3 separate regions of the Mus musculus genome follow, and regions 1 and 2 are each linked to region 3. Evidence: chromatin contacts called from public HiChIP or PLAC-seq data. All regions are on one chromosome and are shown on one strand. Each heading gives the region's core, a stretch centred on a gene start, on an enhancer-like site or on the middle of the called end of the contact. The rest is flanking DNA. Distances are from core to core; before and after follow the strand shown. Region 1 has its middle 48 kb from the start of Gm40746. Region 2 overlaps 4930459C07Rik (RIKEN cDNA 4930459C07 gene). Region 3 has its middle 62 kb from the start of Gm33782.

Evidence for each region. HiChIP or PLAC-seq counts read pairs in DNA pulled down with a chosen protein or histone mark.
Region 1: an H3K27ac HiChIP or PLAC-seq map of bone marrow-derived dendritic cells shows a contact between it and region 3, with 6 times the contacts expected there. The contact joins two enhancer-like sites. A contact is called at or near these places in 1 of 15 datasets of contacts at CTCF or cohesin (large pre-B cells), 6 of 484 Hi-C or Micro-C datasets (CD4 T cells, Th17 cells, bone marrow-derived dendritic cells and 3 more) and 3 of 115 datasets of contacts at active chromatin or transcription factors (CD8 T cells, bone marrow-derived dendritic cells and memory CD8 T cells).
Region 2: a contact with region 3 is called in a CTCF HiChIP or PLAC-seq map of CD8 T cells, with 18 read pairs. The contact joins two enhancer-like sites. A contact is called at or near these places in 1 of 15 datasets of contacts at CTCF or cohesin (CD8 T cells), 7 of 484 Hi-C or Micro-C datasets (CD4 T cells, the HPC-5 cell line, bone marrow-derived macrophages and 4 more) and 8 of 115 datasets of contacts at active chromatin or transcription factors (CD8 T cells, the HPC-7 cell line, bone marrow-derived dendritic cells and 4 more).

What each region holds. Positions count from the first base shown.
Region 1 is chr10:96,131,052-96,135,061 of GRCm38.p6, reverse strand. No RefSeq gene overlaps it. Among named protein-coding and RNA genes, the nearest start is that of Gm40746, 48 kb to the left of the region's middle. Within about 2 kb of position 2,736, at least 52 of the 459 cell types and tissues checked have an H3K27ac peak or open chromatin away from gene starts, as enhancers often do. A contact at or near this core is called in CD8 T cells, Th17 cells, bone marrow-derived dendritic cells and 2 more, where this site is marked.
Region 2 is chr10:96,236,234-96,240,258 of GRCm38.p6, reverse strand. The region is part of intron 1 of 4930459C07Rik (RIKEN cDNA 4930459C07 gene); the gene reads right to left. The region is part of intron 2 of Gm40747 (a long non-coding RNA gene); the gene reads left to right. Among named protein-coding and RNA genes, the nearest start is that of 4930459C07Rik, 12 kb to the right of the region's middle. Within about 2 kb of position 1,773, at least 87 of the 459 cell types and tissues checked have an H3K27ac peak or open chromatin away from gene starts, as enhancers often do. A contact at or near this core is called in CD8 T cells, bone marrow-derived dendritic cells, bone marrow-derived macrophages and 2 more, where this site is marked.
Region 3 is chr10:96,368,744-96,372,934 of GRCm38.p6, reverse strand. No RefSeq gene overlaps it. Among named protein-coding and RNA genes, the nearest start is that of Gm33782, 62 kb to the right of the region's middle. Within about 2 kb of position 1,749, at least 119 of the 459 cell types and tissues checked have an H3K27ac peak or open chromatin away from gene starts, as enhancers often do. A contact at or near this core is called in CD8 T cells, Th17 cells, bone marrow-derived dendritic cells and 4 more, where this site is marked.

The DNA.
Region 1 (4,010 bases), core at 1,487-3,986, 240 kb after region 3:
GGGTTTTTGTTGTTGTTGTTGATTTGTTGTTGTTTGTTTGTTTGTTGTTTTGGTGGTGGTGGTGGTTTTTGAGGGGATCTCAGTTAATGCTTCTCCCTGTAATTTGCATCGACAAGAAACAGCCACAGTCAAATATTTGCACAGTCAGAGGCAAATACTTGAAGGACTCCAACATTGGCTTCTCTACAGACAAAATAGGAGATAACATTAAAAATACAGATAAGACCATAAAATAAAAATAAAAAACAGAAAAGCATCCGGATCAGCCTGGTTGGGTTCCTGGAAGCATGCTCAGAGTTTTCCCATGGTCCCATGAGGCTCTGTTTTGGGGTTAGCGGAAGAAGTGTCAGGTTTAAGAATCATCATCCCAAGCTGTGTTGAGCACAAACCACTAGCAGCTACTTCCTCAGCATCCCAGACTCAGCAGGTGGCAGGGGTGGGGAACTGAGAGCTGCCTTTCAAAAAGGTCCCGATGTGACCCAGTCTGCTGTCTAGACAGCACAGGGATTTCCGTAACCATTCTCAGCTCTGTGAGAGAAGGCTGGGAAGACAGCAATAGGTTACTTCATTTTAAACCTGAGTATTACTCCAAACAGGAAGAAACAGGAAACCAAGGGGTCAAAATTGTTGTCAAGAAATGCCACCATTTGATGAAACATCTTTTCAGGAGCCCATCAAGACTAGAGAGTCTGTGACCTCAGTGTCCTACTAATGCCTCATTCATACTGTCTATAGATGGCCTGTTGGCCACCAAGTATGCTATATAAATATAAAGGAAGTCACCTTCATCTCTAAGGGGGTCCAAGCATAGAGCTAGAGCCCTGAAAAGACCTGAGCCTTATTTTGGGGAAGCTCCAAGCCAGATCAGCTCTCTCTTCTGTCTCTTCATTGTTCTTTGAGCAGTATCGAACATGATCAGGACTCTTATTATTATAACGGGGCACATTTATTAAGTGTTTATTAAGGGCCTGCCATATGCTAGATTTCTACACAATCTTCCAACAACCTGTAAAACAGGAGCTACTGTATTCATGCCCATTTTTCAGATGAAAGAACTTGGGTTGAGGAACAGGCTTTGTGAGATGGGTCCAAACTCTTGACATTGCAACATGACTTTCTCATCTAGAAAGTTCATCCTTGAGAACTACATAACTATGTTATTTTTGAGAAAATTCTCATGTTTTAAGTAAATGCATAATTTTGTGCTGGGCCACATTAAGTTATCCTGGGATGCATGTGGCACATGGGTGAGTTAGAGATAGCTGCAGGGCCGAAGTCATAAAGCCAGAAACTAGCTGACTGGATTTCAAACAAAAGCATGAAGGCTCCTCATGCCAGCCTATGTGCAGACAACTCAGGCATCTGGGTAGAGTGATTCCCCAAATCTTTAAAATGAAACTGGCCCTGAAGACTCTTCCTAAGACAAGCAGTCATGAGTGTGAATCTTGCCACTTATCTTGAAAAGCATGATTCTCTCTGGTTGCTATCTACTTCAAAAAGACTTAAAAATATACAAATAAAAATATTTTTATTTATTAATTTGTTTATTTATTTATTTATTTATTTTTCCCATTTTTTATTAGGTATTTAGCTCATTTACATTTCCAATGCTATACCAAAAGTCCCCCATACCCACCCACCCCCTACCCACCCACTCCCCCTTTTTGGCCCTGGCGTTCCCCTGTACTGGGGCATATAAAGTTTGCCTGTCCAATGGGCCTCTCTTTCCAGTGATGGCCGACTAGGCCATCTTTTGATACATATGCAGCTAGAGTCAAGAGCTCCGGGGTACTGGTTAGTTGATAATGTTGTTCCTCCTATAGGGTTGCAGACCCCTTTAGCTCCTTGGCTACTTTCTCTAGCTCCTCCATTGGGAGCCCTGTGATCCATCCATTAGCTGACTGTGAGCATCCACTTCTGTGTTTGCTAGGCCCCGGCATAGTCTCACAAGAGACAGCTACATCTGGGTAAAAATATTTTTGTTCCATCAACCTTATGCATATTTTTTTTACATTCCTAGACTGGCAAGATTTCTCTTTGTCTATAGATCTGCCCTCTTGGAAAGTCTTCCTCCCTCCTGTGACATGGAAGGATCTTGGTCTTTTTTTTTTTCTTAGTTGGAAGCAAAGAAAGCAAAGTACTGAAGAAACAGCTTGCATCACCAAACACCTAAAGATACATCATGAATTTATACCTTTAATATATCTTACAGCCTGCAAGACAGAAACTGGGTAAGCCTTCCCATGCATAAGGAAGTGTGTCTGGGGATATTGGGTACTGCACTTAATGTCATGTATGCAGAGAGTTGATCCTTTTCCTTTCTCCCTAATTTGTCTGTCTTTCCCTCCTTTTGTTCTCTCAGAAAGCCCACCACTTCAGAAAGTCTAAAGAGATAGGGGCTTATGAGAGTCAGATAAAAAATATTTTGAAAGGGATAGTCATGCATTTCCTGGCTTTGGAGAGGTCTTGGTGGTGTGCTCTTAGATGTTGTGATATTAGTTAGGATCAACACCCTGCCATTGGGCATGGGGTCTCTGGAATCTTCACTCCTGGGTGTAGCTGGAGGAGAATGCGTTCTGTGTGTCTGTAACCAGAAAGGGTAGAATGCTAAAGCCGGTCTAATTAAGGCCAGTCTGCCTGTCCATGACTGTCTGTCAGACTTGAGTCTGGCCTGCCTAGTGCAGTGGAAACAAGTGGGTTTTTTTTTTTTTCCTCCTTTTTCCTCATGTTTTAACTGTGTGAGGTTACAGTGCCACCATGTGGATCCTCCGGTGTGAACCTGGATAATGAAGCTGGGGCTACAAAAGTGGTCACAGGCAACCTAAAAGACTTGGGAACAGGGACAGAAAGAGAAACCCGGTTTTTGAAAAGACACCGTGGTTCGTCAGGAAAAACAGAAGTCACGTCGGTCGGTCAAAAGATAATTTACATTCGTGAGCACCGCTTGGAGCCAAACAGACGCTAGTTGAAACTTACCAAACTGTCTTTACAGCCTCAGTTGCCTTGTCTGTGTAACGGGCACTGTAGTAGCTCCTCTAGGCTGCCGTTAGAATCAAAAGGCAGTGCACACAAAGTGCTCTCTGCCTGCCATGTCTGGTTGTTATGACTGAGCTAAGAAAGGAACTTCACAGCCTTATGCTGAACCGCAGTCCCGTGCTAGGACTCTCGACATTTTGCCCATGGTTTTACCTTGATTTAAGCCTTAACCATTTCACCTTCCCCTGCCTTTGACATGTGAGCTTTGCAGCAGTCAAATTTCAAATCATGTATTTCAAATCATGTTTCCATCATCTTGTAGCTTTGTAGCCTTGGGATATTTAAACCTTCTGAGCTGGGAAGCTGTGTGGTGATGCTGGCCCTTTGTTCCAGCATCCAGGGTATGGAAGCAAGAGGCTACCCTCTTGTTCAAGGATATTCTCTGCTAGATAGTTAGTTAGACTCCAGTATGGACTCACAAGACCCTGCCTGGGGAAAATAAAAATAGGGAACAACAAAATCCTGAGTCCTGGTTTCCTTGTCTGTAAAATGGGGTTAAGAACCTGTTACAGAGGGAACTAGAGCTCGGGCACTCGAAGCTTCGGATGCAGTAACTTCAATGGTCATCAGTCTGCGCCCATCACTGTTACGGTCATGACTACACTACAGGACAGCACAGCCTCACCTTGACCTCCAAGTAACAAAACCTTTAAGTTCACCTTAACATCAAAGAGCGATTGAGGAACTAGACAGGAAGCAACTTCTGTGGTCTATTTACCTACACACCTCAATGTTGAGGTTCTGTGGTTTTTATAAGGTTATCTTCTCAAGGCTAAAAGTGCAGCTATGAACAGTTTACACCTCAGTGTTTTCAGTATTAAAGTGTATTTCATAGTCAAGGTTAATAGTGCCATGTGTTAGTAGCACACACCTTTAATCCCAGTACTCAGGAGGCAGAGGCAGATGGATCTCTGAGTTTGAGACCAGCCTGGTCTACATATAGAGTTCCAGGACAGCCAGGGCTACCTAGACAA
Region 2 (4,025 bases), core at 524-3,023, 130 kb after region 3:
CTATTTTATATGGATTCTAGGGTTTAAGTCCAGTTTTCATACTTTCACAGAAAGAGCTCTTCCTGACTGAGCCATCACCCTAGCCTTCATATCTGCCTGGTTCCTACAGAGTCATTCATTAGGATTGGTCCTGGACTCACTTCTAATACCAAGGTCTTCAGATGATCCACTCCTTTGCCAGACACTATGTCTCCATGTAACCAGTAGGAGCCTGTATGGAAATAAACACAGCCACCAATATGAGTCTTTCTGCCATGGTGAAATGAACCCTGAGTACTGAGCTACTTCTCCTTCAGCTTTGCCTCATCGTGAACAGACTGGAGGAGTTGAGACCTCCATTCTCTATCTTGTAAGCATAGTTTCAAGACAATGGCTTCCTCCAAAGGGGAGAGATGGGATGCTAGGACAGAGAAAGAAGGCATAGGGAAATGCAAAGTATTGATGCTATTCTGAACCTTGGGTTTGGGGTAGCTTCCTAGGAGAAGATTATTACTGCCTTTTGTAATGCATATGTATATATCTTATTTAGAATATATAACTTTGAATAAAATATAAATTAGAAATAATAAACAAAAACATTCTCAGTGCCAATTTTAAAAAAAATGCACAGGATCATTCAATTAATAATTTCTGTTCCCTTCACCTGGTCTCATTCTTACAATGACAGAAAAAGTACCTACCAAGCCCAAGCCAAGCCTCTCCCAGGGATTGCTGGGAATAAGTTCTGAGAGTTGGCAGATTTACTTAGAGCCCTTTCTTTGTGGTGGAAATGAACTGAAGCATCTTCCTTTAAGAGTTGGCCTTCCTTTTGTGAAAGCAAAGATGTGGGCAAATTTACAAAGAAGGCCATTTTCCTGCAGGTGCTTCCTACACACCGCAAAGGTCAAGAACGCAACTTAGTTCTTTTTCTAATATCCTAAGGGAACTAATGCAGTTCCTTGTACTTAGTAGGTGGACAACTAATTGCAAATCAATGTATGAATGAAGAAGTCTGGCCTCACAGTTTCCAGGAAAACTTGTAAATGTCACTCTTGAAATGGTAACATGATTCGCAACCTACTGAACGCTTCATAATGAACCACCCACAGACAGAGTTTAGTATGAATATCTCCTATGTTCCTCAAATCCTTTGTGACCTATGGACACAATTGTTAAATGTGAGTCATGATCTGGCCACGGCTCCCACACAATGGGTATTTTTAATGCTCCTGCATTTCCTGAAGTCAAGCTTTCAGGAAATGGTTTTTGCAATAATGACCTCACCCTCCCTGTATCCCCTTACCCCCACCACAGAATCCCAGAATAGCTGAACAGGTGTCCAAGTACCTAGAATTACCCAAGAAACTTCACAACCTACCTTCTGTTTTCTGTCAAAGTCACAAAGCTAACTTGTTCCTTAGAGCTCTAAAGGAATATGTCCATGAACCAGGCCTGCTCATATTTATGTGTTATTTATATCTAGATACAGTTTGTTCTTGATGCTGGCAGTATCTGCACAGAACTAAGCCAGTATAACAGTTAAAGTATAGGTTCCAGAATTCAACAGCCCATGGATCCAAATTACACAAGTGACATAAGTCTGTCACTGTGTATACGGCTTTAGGCAAATAATTTGGCCTTTCAGAGCCTCAACAGTCGCATCTGCAAAGTGGGAATATAGAAGCATTTCTTGGACTATGATGAAAAATCAGATAATAGAGCACATGTAAACCACTGGGCTCCTCTTCTGGCACACAGTAAGTGTGGAAGCTTGCCAGTTCTTACGGCTGTGTGGTTTCCCCATCTCTCAAGCCCTGTCATTCACTGGGACAATGTCAACCACATTGTGGTCACCGGGACTGCTTAGCATTCATGGGGGGGCAGGATGCCTTCAGAACCCTCAGCCCCAGTCCAGTCTGAGGAGCACTGTCTAACTACTCTTTTAGAATCAAAGCCCATAAGGAAGCCTACGTGTAAGAACTGAAGGAAGGTTATACTATCTGGGAACACTTCAGTTTCAAAGCAAGCAGAGACGTCCCCCCACATGAGTGGGAAGAGGGGCATTTGTAGTATGACCTAAGCCCCCTGGTAAAAGTCTTTATAGCATTAAACCATGTGGTAAAACTTAATTAGAAGGGATTATATTTTTCAGAGCTCTATTAACTTGGGAACCCAAAGGCAAAGAAGGTTATTAAATGGCCACCCGATTATGGGAAACAAAATCCTGCTAGTCAACCAGACCAGCTGACAAACTTCCCAAGGGCTTATCTGAGACCCTCCAAACAGCACAAGTAACTAACTACTAAGAGGCGAGATCTGACTCATCACAGTTGTCTTGGAAGTCAGACGGTAGTACCTTAGACATCAGGGCAGAGGTTGTGATTCATGCATCATGTCCTCAAGTCACCAACCATCAACTCAGTGGATGAGCACAAAGAAAGCTGTCCCAGAAGCCCCTAAGAATGACTTCACTACTCATTGTCACAGATCACAGAGTGCTATCCTCATGGCAAGGTTGAGAAACACGGCGGTAGTCATCATCTGGGCACTGGCAATCAGTGATCCACTAGTTGGCTCAGACTGAGGCAAAATTTTGGTGGGCATTTCATGAAAATAGACCCCTTGAGGTCTCCTGTTTCAGAAGATTGAGGATCAACAACAAAAGAACATCAATCCATACCTAAATGGCATTTCACAGCCCTCAAAATAATAAGCTGTCTACGTAGACTGCTGAGAGATGCTTCCAGCAGTTAACACTCACTGGCTGTCCCAGGAAGAGAACAATTCCTAAGGTCTCTCTATGAAGGGCAGCACTTTACATAAGAAATGGCCAGTGTATAATCTTACTTAGCTTTATTCTTCCTGGACCCAGTATCGGGAGCTACCTTTTGCCCTTACTTGGGGGAAATAAGAAATAAGGCAATTAATACTTCCATGAATAAACAAGGAGGATTAGTGCAAAGCACAAGTACCTCTCCAGTTTTCATGAGGATAACCTACTCTACATGACCACAAGCAGGGCGTATTAGACATCTGAGCATCATTTTCCTTACCCGCAAATCTTTTCTCGAAGAAATGTTTTGTGGGTTTCTTTGAATGGTTCCACTCTGACTCATTGTTCATTATTCCAAAACCAAGTTGGTCAAGACTTAGCAAGCTTGCTGCAAAGTACCCAATGTGGGTCACAATCTTGAATTTTTTAAGGGGAAAGGAAAACATGGGTGTGTAGTCAGTGCTGATTCTGTCTGTGGGCCATATCTGGTCATCTTCCAGGAGGAAAAAAAAAAAAAAAAAAAGCACTTGGAGACACAGAGAACACGTGGAGGCTGCCCTTTACATTAGAAGCCCCAAAGTCCCGACTTGTGATGTCTGAACATTGAAAGAGGCCTCAGAACCCTGCCTGATATAGCTGTCTCTTGTGAGACTATAACGGGGCCTAGCAAACACAGAAGTGGATGCTCACAGTCAACTATTGGAGGGATCACAGGGCCCCCAATGGAGGAGCTAGAGAAAGTACCCAAGGAACTAAAGGGATCTGCAACCCTATAGGTGGAACAACATTATGAACTAACCAGTACCCCGGAGCTCTTGACTCTAGCTGCATATGTATCAAAAGATGGCCTAGTCGGCCATCACTGGAAAGAGAGGCCCATTGGACTTGCAAACTTTATATGCCCCAGTACAGAGGAACGTCAGGGCCAAAAAGTGGGAGTGGGTGGATAGGGGAGTGGGGGGAGGGTATGGGGGACTTTGGGGATGGCATTGGAAATGTAAATGAGGAAAATGCCTAATTAAAAAAAAAGAAATAAAAAGCTTTTGATGAGAAAAAGAAAGAAAGAAAGAAAGAAAGAAAGAAAGAAAGAAAGGAAGGAAGGAAGGAAGGAAGGAAGGAAGGAAGGAAGGAAGGAAGAAAGAAAGAAAGAAAGAAAGAAAGAAAGAAAGAAAGAAAGAAAGAAAGAAAGAAAGAAAGAGGCCTCAGAGTATTCCAGCCTGTGCTCATAGAGCGCGCTATTTATAGCATTTAGTCTAGGCTCCGCCCCACAGTT
Region 3 (4,191 bases), core at 500-2,999:
GCAGCTGTTAAAGCCGAGACAAAGAGCTGCTCTTTGAGTTTTAGCGGTGGTGATAGGTGCGAGGAATGTTGATACCCCCACTGGATTGTTGGGAGAAACTGAGAAAATAAAGTTAGCCAAGTGTTACATCAAGTGTCTACCATAAAGTCAACACTCCATAAATTTAAACCCTCTCCCCTTGAGTCCATTTTTCCTTTGCCCTTATTAGGAGTTAATGGTATGTTCTCTTCCTGACGCCCTTTCCTTGAAAAAATACCATGTCAGATGCAACATTCTTGGGAGTTTTTCCTCTATCCCCATAGTCCACTGTAGGCTGGAAACATCTCAAGCCTGCGCTACCAAATACAATAGCTTAATAACTTGTGTCTATTGCAAAAGAGCAATGTTACCTTTCACGAGCGCACGTCTGGCTGACAGCTGCTGCAACTTGGTGCTACCTAGCATCCTGAGAGAGAGCATTGTGCCACATAATGGTAGACTGCGGACAGACCAGAATGCAAGGTATAGCTTCCTTGTATAGTTTTTTATATCATCATTACACTAAAATTAAAAACGTGGATTGATCCACAGAATATCCGAGACCATCTGTCTCCAAGAAGGATTTTGCAGAAATTGAGAGAGGGGAACTTTCTCGTGGTGTCTTATTGTAGCAAATTTTGTGCATGAGCTGTTTAAACTCAATAGAAATGTGCAGCTAAAAATTATTGTTGGGGGATGGCTATGTAGCTCTATGGAAAGAGTATATCGTCAGCATATATGAAGCACTCAGCATCCCCCACATCCCAAAATGTCCTTCTTTCTCATCTTAAAACAATACACTTCTCTCGGGATAAATTCAGCTGCTTTACTCCGTCATCCCCGTTTCCTTATTGGTATTTTTAAAAATATTTTTTATTACATATTTTCCTCAATTACATTTCCAATGCTATCCCAAAAGTCCCCCATACCCTTCCCCCCACTCCCCTATCCACCCATTCCCATTTTTTTGGCCCTGGCGTTCCCCTGTACTGGGGCATATAAAGTTTGCGTGTCCAATGGGCCTCTCTTTCCAGTGATGGCCGACTAGGCCATCTTTTGATACATATGCAGCTAGAGTCAAGAGCTTGGGTTTGATGACGTACATGTACATTGTTCTCAGGAAAACCCAGTGAATTTTTTTAAGATCTCAAATCCAATCTGCATTGTCAGCTGGCCGCGGTGATACACACCTGTGATGCCAGCACTTGGGAGGAGAAGGCAGAATAGTGAGTTCTTTAGGAGTAAACTGCTTATTGCAGCGGAGTGTCTCTCTGCAGACACGGAGCCAGGAACTGTGATCAAATGATACGCGCGACTTGAGGCGAGGCGACAGCGAGCTCTGGAAGAGCCAAATAGTCTTTCTTGCACGTTATCTCTCTTAAGGCCTCCAGTGAGTTTCTACAAAAGGAAAACATCGAGCTTTGGAGTGAAGCGAGGAAGGGCCCGGGATTAGAGGGGATTTCACACATTGTCAAGCCCTGTGGATCACCACATGTGCGTGTGGATCCGAAAGAGTCTGGGAGACTCGTGGATAAAAGGAAAAGAGCTTGTCTAGAAAGGGTTGCTGCTGGATAGACAAGGCTGATTAAACAACAGCAGCGGCGGCGGCGCGCATCACCCAGTCTCTGAAGAGCAGCAGGTGCTGGCTGACAGACAGACACCTTTCCCGCACATGCTCAAGTGAGAAGTGGAAAGAGCTCTGGGCAGGACTATTTTGGGTTCCCAGTGACCTGTGTTGCTATGACATCTGAGATTCGTGGTTAGACCGGATGCCGGATGTCGCCCAGCAGCTGATCGAGAAACCTCTGAAAGTTCACTTCTCTTCTCGGAAATCATCTGTGCATCACAGCTGAGGGAAAAGTGGTTGGGCTGCTCTGTTTTGGGGGGTTTCCCCGCCCCCAGCCCAAGTGAACTGAAGGAATTGAGGGCCTTGGTCTTATAAGCAGCCTTTAAAGTCACAGTGTTTAAATTCTGTGTGGTTTCTCTTAGTGTTCCTATAGGCGCTGCTAATTTACACGTCACCCAGCAGTTTATGTTGATCCTGTCAGCTGCTTATTAACCACCGGAGTGGCACACACTTGGTGAAGTACAAAATGTCAAAGTGAAATGAACTGGTGAAAAGCTTACCCCAAACAGAGCCGGGTGCTGGATGTCTGAGACACTGGCAGTCTGGCAGCTAAACTCGCCGGAGAACTAAGTACCGGGGGCTACAGCAGAGAGTGAATGGCTAGTCCTATTCTTTAGTCAGGAGTGCCTAGTGACTGCCTCTGACACTTTGTGATCCTGGGAAACTTTGCTTAGGTTTCTTGTGCCTAAATTTTCTTCTTCGATAATATATGGTCAATAATATAGTATATTATTCCAGCATGCCGTCCTTACTGACAAGTATCTGTCAATGGTTTGTTTGGGTTTTTTTTATGATTATTGCTGTTAGGGGTGGAGGGAGATGAGTACGTAAGGATCTAGGGAATTATTATCAAAGATCAAACTTGAGAAAAGATATCAGGGAACTTGGTAGTTAGTGCACCTAGAGTCAGGACTTCATAGTTATAAGGAAGGTGCTGGGACATAAGGAGTCGCCAGGACAGAAGAGCCATTAAGGAAGGACATCGTTGTTGTAGGCTGGAGTGCTGGTGTTTTCAGAGAGGTACCCCATTTATTTGTAAGAAAAAAAATATGAGATTTGTCGCTAAGCAACGTGCTTACTAGGTCATACCAAGGTGTTAGTGGGCTTGGCTTCTTTACTGGATTCTCGGAGGGAGAAGTTGCTTCCAGGTTCATGCGACTCACGAACCTGGTCCAAAGTCAGTTCCTGATAGCTATGTAACTGAGGCTCCTGATGCCTTGCATGCCATAAGTTAAGAGCCTTTCCCAGCTGAAATCTGCTTTGGTTCACCCCAACATCAAGTGTGTTGGGTTCCTTTTTTAATATGCCTCTCTGACTGTCCCAGAGCAAAAAGCTTCATTGCTGGGACTCCATTCAGAGTCGTGTGGAGGCCCAAGTTAACCTCAGGTGTCATGGAGACAGGGTTTCTCCTTGGCCTGAAATTCATGAATAAGGCTAGTCATGGAATCTCAGGGATTTGTCTGTCTCTGCCTCTCCAGTCCCAGGTTTATAAGCATGATCCTCCATTCCCCAACCCTTAATGCAGCTTCTAGAATATCCTTGTGTTTTCATGGCAACAACTGAGCTACCTCCCAGTCCCTGTCCTTTGCTTTAAAGGCCTCATATGATTGTGTCTCATCCGCCAGCACATTCACAACATTATATCTTAAAGTTCATAACCCTAATTATACCTGCAATGTCTCTTGCCAGCTCACATCTTCACAGGCTCCAGGGATTAGGATCTGGGGTCTTTGTGAAACATTCACAGGACTTGCCATAGTCACCCTGTGACTGACAGTCATTACCAAAAGAAGAGCGAGCTGGGTGCTGCAAGAAGAAAGCAACACCTCTCTCCTAAATCTTCACACTTTGCAACAAGAACTGACATCCAGAGCCAAGTAGAGTTTTGACTGACATGTACTGGAGTAGCGAGGTTCAAGACCGGCAAGTTTAAAAATATGATCAGATAAAAGAGAAAAATAAATACGGCTTCAATCTCCCCAAGTCAGTAAGTATGGAAACCTGAGTCTCCATCTAATTATTGACCATCCAGGTAGCCACACCACCAAAGTAAGGTTCCATAAAAGCCCATACTCTGTATTTAATGAGTATATTTGCGGTGTACAAGGTATTTGGGAACTTGTGAATTCTCAGATCCATTGCTAGATAGCTTGAACATGAAGATGGTAGTATTGGGAGGAGGGGCCTATGGGAGGTAAATAGGTTATGAGGTCCCTCTTTATGTAAGGCTGAGAGCTTGACTAAAAGGACTCACTACTCTCCTCCTTCTCTGTGGAGATGTAGGTTTCTTGCAACTAGCAGATACAGCCTGGGAAGTGAGAAGTAGACCTCATAAAAATAACTGAATCTATCAGAGTTCTCAGGCTAGAGAGATGTCTGAGCAGTTAAGAGAAAGTACTGCTCTTACAGGGGATCCAAGTTTGGTTCCCAGTACCCATGTTGGACAGATGATTAACTCTTGGGACTCTATCCCCAAGGAATTTGACAACCCCTTCTGGCCAGTTGAGGCACTGCACACACACACACACACACACACACACACACAC